Linked DNA regions of Mus musculus: regions 1 and 2 are each linked to region 3. A link is a contact called in public HiChIP or PLAC-seq and promoter capture Hi-C data. All regions are on one chromosome and are shown on one strand. Each heading gives the region's core, a stretch centred on a gene start, on an enhancer-like site or on the middle of the called end of the contact. The rest is flanking DNA. Distances are from core to core; before and after follow the strand shown.

Region 1 (2,700 bases), core at 85-2,584, 95 kb after region 3:
CCTTGGGTGGAAGTCTGGGAACTGCTTTGGGCATCTTCAATCTGGACGCTGATAGAGGCTCCATCAGAGGCTGGTTTCTTAGCCAGCTAGACTCTTCTCTAGATCCCAATGAGGGCAAGGTTTTAGGGGTGGGGCAGGAAGTCATGGAGGGTAGGGGGTGGAGCCTCATCTTTGAGCTCAATCTGCAGCCGCAGAGGCAGGTTCCACGGAGTGAGGGCAGGGAGAAATCTTCCCACCACTGGGCTTGCTCTGGGGAGGGCCTGGGCCAAGCCATCAGGCCCCACACTGAGTTCTGCTTGGGTACTCCAAGAAGGGCCTTGATCCTGAGCAAAAGGAAGGAAGAGTGGAGTCAGGGAGTGGAGATAGAGGGGCAGCGGACCGATATGGTCATAGAGTGAGGCTCTCCAGAGCCGGGAGGGACAGGAGGAAGAAGGAAGGCGCTGTGTCTCAACACACCTGTTTTGTTCTTCTTTCTCTTGCTCTTGGTCTACATTCTCCTTCCCTGTTTCTTCTTCTTCCTCCTCTTCCTCAAGTTTTATTTTGTTCCAAATATCTTCCAATGATGAGATCTTGGACATAGGACTGAAGATAGAATTCACCCATCTTTCCTCTTAAAAAAAGGGGGGGGGATGGTAGGAACCTCATATCAAGAGAATCCAGGATTGACAGATTCAGGGTTGGGGAAGAACCAAATTCCTTCCCTAGCTCACACTCTCACCCCAGATTTAGGCCTTAGGCCTACCAACGCTGGACTATTTGGATGGCAATCTTGCCACTTAGAATATAGTGACAAACCCCCCTAGCTTTTTTTTTTTTTCTGAGGCAGTGTCTCACTATGTAGTCCAAGCTGGCTTCAAACTCTCAATTCCCCTGACTGATGCAGTCTTCCAAGTGCTGGATCACAGATTTGTGAGGCTACACCTGGCTCTCAGTCCCCTCTGCCTGACAAAAACTCTACCAGTTAGGTGACTCAAGGCCCAAGCCTGGACCATTCATCACTTTGACAGATGCTTTGAATCAGTCCCCTCAGTCCCTCTCTCCTCCGATGGCTACCATTACCTTTGTTTGTACCTGGCACGTCAGGGACGCTTACAGAGAGCCTTACTAAGCCATAGTGGGGCTTTCTTCCTTGAACACACACACACACACATGCACAGGAACACGCACACACGCACGCACACACACTTCTAACCAGTACTTCTGTATAGATTTGGGGTTGAGATTATTTCTGCTCATGTCTGTCCATGAGACAGACCTCCAAAGTCACTTGGCCAGTGGCTGACAGGCCACGGGACATGCCCATGCCACTCCATCCTATCCACTCGGAGTAGAAGGGAAGGGAATGTGAGCAAGAACTTCTTTATCTTAGCTTAAAGGGAGGAGCCACACCTCCAAACCTATTGTGACATCATCCTTGTGAGCCATAAGTCCAAAGGAGCCATCATGTCTTTACCAAATCTAGCTCCTTAGGGTCTCTGGGATGTTAACTCTCCTTCCATTTCCCCAGCTCCTCTGTGGAATGGATGAGATACCACAGAGCCCACAGTTCAGCTGGGGACCCCTCTCCTCTGAAGAGTCAGGTGCTGCTGGGATTAAAGGTAGCACCAGCAATGCCTGACTGGTTTTGAGACAAGATCTCATGATGTAGTCCAAGTTAGTCTGCTACTTCCGACCTGTTTGTCTCCACCTTCAAAGATTAGTATGTGGGCAGATACCCTTGTGCCTGACCTTGAGAGTGTTTCTAGACATTGATGATAAACTTCGATGCTCACTACATTTGACTGGAGAAGGAGAATCTGATGTGGGTATTTTGTTCTTGCTTTTGACAAGTCTCTTGGTTAGCCCAGGCTGGTTTCAAACTCATTATCCTCCAGTCTCAGCCCCCTGAATACTGGAATAGCGGGCATGGAGAGCCTAAATTTCTACAGTAGTATAGCTGGAGTCCTAAGCTTAGGCTAATTTCTGAGCAGGAACGTGAAGAACTGGCAAGATCTCTCTGCCCTCCAGTTGGTGCTGAAATGCCCCTGACCTGGAACCTCACAGTCTTCTTTCTGTTCCTGCTGTGGAACTTTAAGGTGTGTGGTTGTCTTGGGAGTATGCAAGGGGATGGGTATACCAAGTGTCCCTTCGTGGCTCTTGTCTCTCTTCCTTGTTTTTATTGGCTAGAGTAAAGAGATCAAGTCCAGCACAACAGCTGGCCTGCCTGTCTAGGGAATCTTAGAGAAGAAAGGGCTAGGGTTTGATGACCTAGAAGGCCGAGGAACACAATCCAGGCTGAAGAAGGAAGCCTGCAGGTAAGTGTGAAGTGAACGCTTGGGATTTCCTTACTGGCTACCCTGGGCAAGCATCTCCATCTCCTAGAGCCCCATTATCTTCATCTGCAAAGTGGAACGCAAGTTGGTTCCCATCTCTCCAGCTCATGCAGAGAGAGTAGATGGTGCAAGAGAAAAGGAGTGGCTGGCACACAGTAGGACCCCAGATATTGCAAATAATACATATTGCCGGCCACAAAGTGTTGTGCACTTTCCTTCGAGTCCCACCTCTCTACCATCTGCCTCTACTTAAAAACAATCCCTCCCTCCCACGTGAGTAATTTTCCCTCTCAGTAGCTCCCTGAAGCTGACAGCAACCAACTCTGGGCGGAGTCCCGCAGAGGCTCCTGCCCATTAGTCAGGGTTTCCAAGGCCCTGCCTGGGACTC
Region 2 (2,700 bases), core at 54-2,553, 110 kb before region 3:
CTGACAGTGTTGGGGAAAGGAGAGGTTGGTTTTGGTGGGAGGAAGGCAGGGCCTCTGACTGAGCCCAAATAGGGGCTTAAGTCAGGAAACCTGGGCCTACACCTCTGCACCCTGGCCACTCTGACTCTGAACGAATCTGGATGTCCATATGAGCCTCTAGGAAACTCTAGACTGTGAGGGCCGGGGGTTGGAAGGCTAAATTGGCAGAGGTGCCCCCAGGGAACCACACTCTCTTCCTTAGTCTGTAGGCTCCTGGGGCAATCAGGGTAGTTTAGCCTCTGAGGTGGGGGAAGGGACATTTTACTACGTTGTAGATTGTGTGTGTGTGTGTGTGTGTGTGTGTGTGTGTGTGTGCCAGCGTGAGTCCCATATAGGGTAGGGTAGGGACTGACGGGAGGGAATTTCAGCTAGCAAGAAGGAGAGAAGGGGCCAGGTTCCTAACCACTAGTTGCTGAGACAAAAGTTTTCAAAGAGCGCTCCAGCTACATTCTGCTTAGTTTGGGGGAAGGGAAGAAGAGAGACTCAGACACTGCCCCCCCCTCCCTGCCACACACCCCGCCTAAGGCCCTCATAAATATTTACACACTGGGCAGAAATGGTTCGGCCACAAATCCCAATATTATGGGCAGACATCGCAGACATCACGGAGTGTGTGTGTGTGTGTGTGTGTGTGTGTGTGTGTGTGTGTGTAGCTGGGGCTAGGGGGAGTTGGAGCCAACTCTGCACAGCCATGGCCGCCTGCTCCGGGCCCTGCCTCCTCACCCTAGCCCTCTACTCCCCTCTTATCCCCTTGGACCTGGTCCCCAATACTGAGACTTCCCATCCCCACCCCCACCCAAGCTCCTGGGAGCCATCCGCCTGTACGTCTCCAAGAGGACCAACAACCCCACCCCCAAAACTTCTCTCAGCCTCCACACCACTCTGGTCTAACCTTCGATCTCCATTCCCGCTCCTACCTGGGTCCAGGGCAGCGCTGGGGACTCCATGAGGCGCGTCGCAGCGAGAAGGGCACTGACCGCTCACCTGGGACATCGGCCTGGGACCTGGAGAAAACAGCGCTCAGCGGGCGGGGCAGGCCTCCCTCGCGTGTGCGTGGGGAAACGGAGTGGGTGCCCTAGCGCATACTCGTGCAAGCTGCGCGCTGCTGGCCTAGGCAGGTCACCTCGTGGACCCCGCCATGCGACACCTGGGTGTCGCCCGCGCCCCCTCCCCGCTCACTCGCTCTTGGCTCCCATTCCAGCGCCAGCTCGCACCCACCGATCGCCCCTTCCTTCTTCCTTCTCTCGTTCCAGCCCCCTCGCTCCTCCCCTCTTCCCTGGCCCACCCCGTCCCCGCCCCCTCCTCGCTGTCTCAGCCCCCCTCAGGCGTCCCCTCCCCCGTGCGGGACTCGCTGCTGCCAGGGCAGGACACGTCTGTCCGCGGGGCGTCCGAGGCCTGAGCCCCCACAGGAAGCCAGCTCGTCTGGTTTCCTCCCCTCGCTCAGAGCCAGGATCTCCAGTCTCCCCAGATCTCCGCCTACCCAGGGCCGGGAGAACCTCGCGGCTTGCACAAGGGGCCGCATGTTTTCCTTCGGTCTTAAACTTTGTAAAAGTTTCCAGAATATCAAAAGAAAGAAGTCACAATCATCCTGGGACAATGGTCTGAATAGTAGTAGCCCTCAAATCGCGTTGTCCCGAAGATCAGAGCAATCTAGTTCTTTTGGTGCCCTTTGTTCAAGTCCTGGATTTCCATTTCGGAGCTGGGTGCCTGGAGTTAGGGGCTCAGTCCGTCAGAAACTGGCTCTCCGGGAAGCTGGGCTGGTGTCGCATCAGCCTCCTGGTCCCATAGCAGCCAAAAACACCCCCAAGGCCCGCCATCCCCGCCAGTGCCAGTTGGACACGGGAATTCATTTTAGACAGACTGCCCATCACCAGGCTGTCACTCCAACTTTCTCACACGAGGGTGAGTGTAGAAGGAATTGAGGAGAGGCCAGTCTGTTGATCCGGCTGGTATGGTAAGCTCTGGCTGTGCGGAGGAACTGTCACCAAAAAGTGGGGGGGGGGCTCGGAGACCCTCAGAGTGACCCCAGGAGCTTGTAGGCAGCCAGGTGGGGCTTGGCAGGTCCGTGGAGGTGATTCTCAGGTGAGAAGTCCCTCTGGGACTCACACTGGACCTGAGCTGCCTCCAAGCCCGGCGGCGTCTGGGTCCACACCACCAGAGCTAATTAGGGAGGCGGCGGCGCCAGGACACCTCCTCTCAGCCTGCGTTACAACCGAGAGGAAAGCTGGGACGCCAAAGATGGAGCTCCCCCTCGGTCGCCTCCCAGTCCTCGAAGTCACTACTTACAGCTCTTGTAGGTCTTCTGGGCGCCGTCGGGGCCGGGACCCGCGTGGCCCCCACGGCGCCCGCAGCTCTCTCACCGCCCTCGGCCACGTTCCGGGGATAGGCAGGGGTGGCTGCGCTGGGGGGAAAGTGGGACGGGAGGGAGTCCCGCCCTGGACGTCTAGATGCTCGCTGCGGGAGACTTGGCGCCCTAGAGCCTCGGAGGTCAGGCTGCTGTCTGGGGGCGTCGCAGAGTTTGGGAGCACTCCTCCTTCCTGGTAGCGGCTGAGTCACTGCGACGCGCCCGCGGGAGGGTTTGGCGGCTGCTGCATTCTTCCCGGCTTACCTGAGCCGGTAGGCCGGGCCTCACCTGCCTTCAAAAGCAGCTCCCCAGTCTCT
Region 3 (2,700 bases), core at 179-2,678:
TATGTGCTAGACCACAGGGAGGCTCTGAAGTCTTTGGGTAACGAGACGTTTCAGTGGGTGACGCCAGCTGCAGTCAGGCCTAGGACCTTCAACAAGGCCTGCCTGGTCTGTAAGAGGCCCTATCTCAAAAAACAAACAGGTTTCTCCTAAGGTTTGAGGGAGAGGATCTTCTCTTCAAGCGTCAGGGGCCTCTGGATGCTTCTTGCCTAGCAGATCCATCCCTCCAATTTCCCCTTCAGTTGCAGAACACTCTCTTCCACATGCTGCCTTCATAGGAACAATTTTGAACACAACTCCTAACACCTTAGGGCCACCCAACTCCAGTTCTAGTTCCAATTCCTCTTTTCTGTTTACATTTACTAACATCCGGTCATCAGAGAAGGTCATATTCCAAGGTGCTGGCTGTTTGCATGCCACACACACACACACACACACACACACACATACACACACATACGATGGTCTGAGAGAGGAATAATATTCAGTTTCTAACATTACCCCTGGCCATAAAGTCTGTATGCAGACGCAGACATATTCTCCCACAGTGACAGCTATCTATCTATACACACCCATATTCCCAGGTCACAAATACTGCAATACTCGACCAGGACCTCACATCTCCATGGTCTCATATAGTTCAGCACAGGCCTTCTTGCTCTGTGCTCCACACCATGCACTCAGCGGTGGCCACACTCAGAGGCCACCCTGGTGGAGGTCACGCTTGGAGCCCTAGAGGCTTGCAGCCTTAGACTAGGCTTCTGGTCTCACATCCCTTCCCATTCCTTCTCCTTCTCACTCCTCCCTTCTGCTCCAGCATCCCCTGCCTCCCACCAGACCTGAACCTGGCAGCTCTGTCCTGTCCTAGAAGGGCCACCAGAGGATGCCCCTTTGCCTTCTAGAATCAGGTACTCCCTTATACAACGGCTTTCCTCTCTCAGAGATCCTTCTTCACCTCTCCATCCTCTGACTTCATAAGTAGCAGACATATTCTCTTTCTAACAACACACACACACACACACACACACACACACACACACACACACACACGAGACCAAGCCTCTCTATCACACACACACAACCATTAACACACACAATATAGCTTCTCTAACATACACATACTTACACATGTACACATGCACATACACACATGCACACATACACACACACACACAAGATCTAGACTCTCCAACACACACAAACATTAACATACACATACAACACATGTGCACCCACAGGAGACCTAGCCTCTCTAACACACACACACACACACACACACACACACACACACACACACACACACACACACACACTCACGCACCTATCCCCTCCAGCAGCCCCACGGCAGCAGTCTGTTCCTCATTATGGGCCAATGGGCCTGTTTACTCACCCAGCTGGAGATGGTTAGAGAGTGATAAATAATGAAAGAGAAAACAGGCTTTTCCCCTCTGTGGCTTCTATTTATGTAACATGTGTCACAGCGGACTCACAGGCTCTGGTTCGGAGGTGATCGCAGGAAATAGTTTATTTTTTCCGGACAGTGGCTTAAGGGGTGGGGTAGAAGGCCAGGGTTTGGGTTTCTGGTCTCACACCCATGGGAGTTTCAGAATCTGGCTTTCAGAATCCTCTTATGATGCCTTGTCTCTTGACAAGATCTCACTGTACTGCCTCCCACCCTGGATTCACACCCGGGCTTGGGACTGCCTGATAACAGGGGATCTTCTACTGCAATTTTTTGGGGGAAGGAATCTGCCTGGTTAGGGCCCCTCCCAGCCACCCCTGAAACTTCCCAAACAGATGGGCTTGCTTTAAGAGCCAGACAGCTAAAACCTGGGGCTCCGAGAAAAGAGCCAGTTGGAAATGGAGCTTTGTAGGCAGCCTGCACCTGTCACAGGGAAGGATGCAGGAAGAATTCAATCTCAAGAGAAACAGCTTAGCGGGAAGAGCACTTTCTGTGCTTCCAGAGGGTCTGAGTTTGGTTCCCAGCACCCAAGTAGGGTGGTTTACAACTGCCTATAGCTAGCTCCATGGAACTGAGCACCACTGGCCTCTGTGGGCACTTGCATTCATGTGCACATGCCCATAGGCAGATGATGCACACACACCATGATGGCTCCTGCCTTTTAATCCCAGCACTCAGAGGCAGAGGCAGAGACAGAGGAAGGAGGATCTCTGTGAGTTCAAGGCCAGCCTGGTCTACAGAGTGAGTTCCAGGATTGCCAAGGCTACACCAGAGAAACCCTGTCTCGAAAAACCAGCTCAAGCAAGCAAGCAAACAGACAAATGTAGAGAAAAAGAAATCTTGTTTTAAAGAAGTAATAAGGATAGATCCCTAGCCTGGTTCACTTTGAGTGCTGGGGATCTCAGTGAGGTTCCTCAGCACGGATTTCCCAGATGTGAAGATGGGGAAGAGCTCGCTCTGTCTGCTCAACTAGCCATGGCTGCCAGGACCCTGCCTGTCCTGCGGCCTCTTTCTCCCTGCGGCATCCACTTGGTAAGACTGGCCTACCTCACTGTGCTAGACTGATGGGAATCTATACGAGGTTAGAAGGTTTGGAAATGTGAGCTGTGGGTAATCTGGGAAACACCCATTTAGCCCTCCCCAAAGGTGGGCACACTGACCAAAAGGAATCAGCACACAGCTGTCTGCTCACCAGCCTCCAGAGCGTGTAGGCTACGGCCTGAGCTTGCTTTACCCAGGGT

Evidence for each region. Promoter capture Hi-C pulls out the DNA fragments that hold promoters and counts their contacts. HiChIP or PLAC-seq counts read pairs in DNA pulled down with a chosen protein or histone mark.
Region 1: a contact with region 3 is called in a CTCF HiChIP or PLAC-seq map of CD8 T cells, with 10 read pairs. The contact joins the promoter of 1700122O11Rik here to the enhancer-like site in region 3. A contact is called at or near these places in 3 of 15 datasets of contacts at CTCF or cohesin (CD8 T cells, the NIH/3T3 cell line and stem cell-derived epiblast-like cells), 10 of 484 Hi-C or Micro-C datasets (B cells, DN2 thymocytes, the G1E-ER4 cell line and 6 more), 21 of 115 datasets of contacts at active chromatin or transcription factors (the 230-238 cell line, CD8 T cells, the SCID.adh cell line and 15 more) and 5 of 9 other capture datasets (adipose tissue, embryonic stem cells, embryonic tail and 2 more).
Region 2: a promoter capture Hi-C map of cranial neural crest shows a contact between it and region 3. The contact joins the promoter of Mdfi here to the enhancer-like site in region 3. A contact is called at or near these places in 2 of 39 promoter capture datasets (cranial neural crest and embryonic stem cells), 3 of 115 datasets of contacts at active chromatin or transcription factors (embryonic stem cells, epiblast stem cells and pancreatic cancer cells) and 2 of 9 other capture datasets (adipose tissue and liver).

Annotation. Positions count from the first base shown.
Region 1 is chr17:48,036,959-48,039,658 of GRCm38.p6, forward strand. 1700122O11Rik (RIKEN cDNA 1700122O11 gene) reads right to left here and starts at 1,335. Exons shown (of 3, transcript NM_029689.1): 1 at 1,256-1,335; 2 at 457-610; 3 at 1-323. The coding sequence starts at 1,313.
Region 2 is chr17:47,831,988-47,834,687 of GRCm38.p6, forward strand. Mdfi (MyoD family inhibitor) reads right to left here and starts at 1,304. Exons shown (of 4, transcript NM_001276390.1): 1 at 957-1,304. The coding sequence starts at 1,032.
Region 3 is chr17:47,941,848-47,944,547 of GRCm38.p6, forward strand. No RefSeq gene overlaps it. Among named protein-coding and RNA genes, the nearest start is that of Gm46601, 16 kb to the left of the region's middle. Within about 2 kb of position 1,429, at least 75 of the 459 cell types and tissues checked have an H3K27ac peak or open chromatin away from gene starts, as enhancers often do. A contact at or near this core is called in the 230-238 cell line, B cells, CD8 T cells and 6 more, where this site is marked.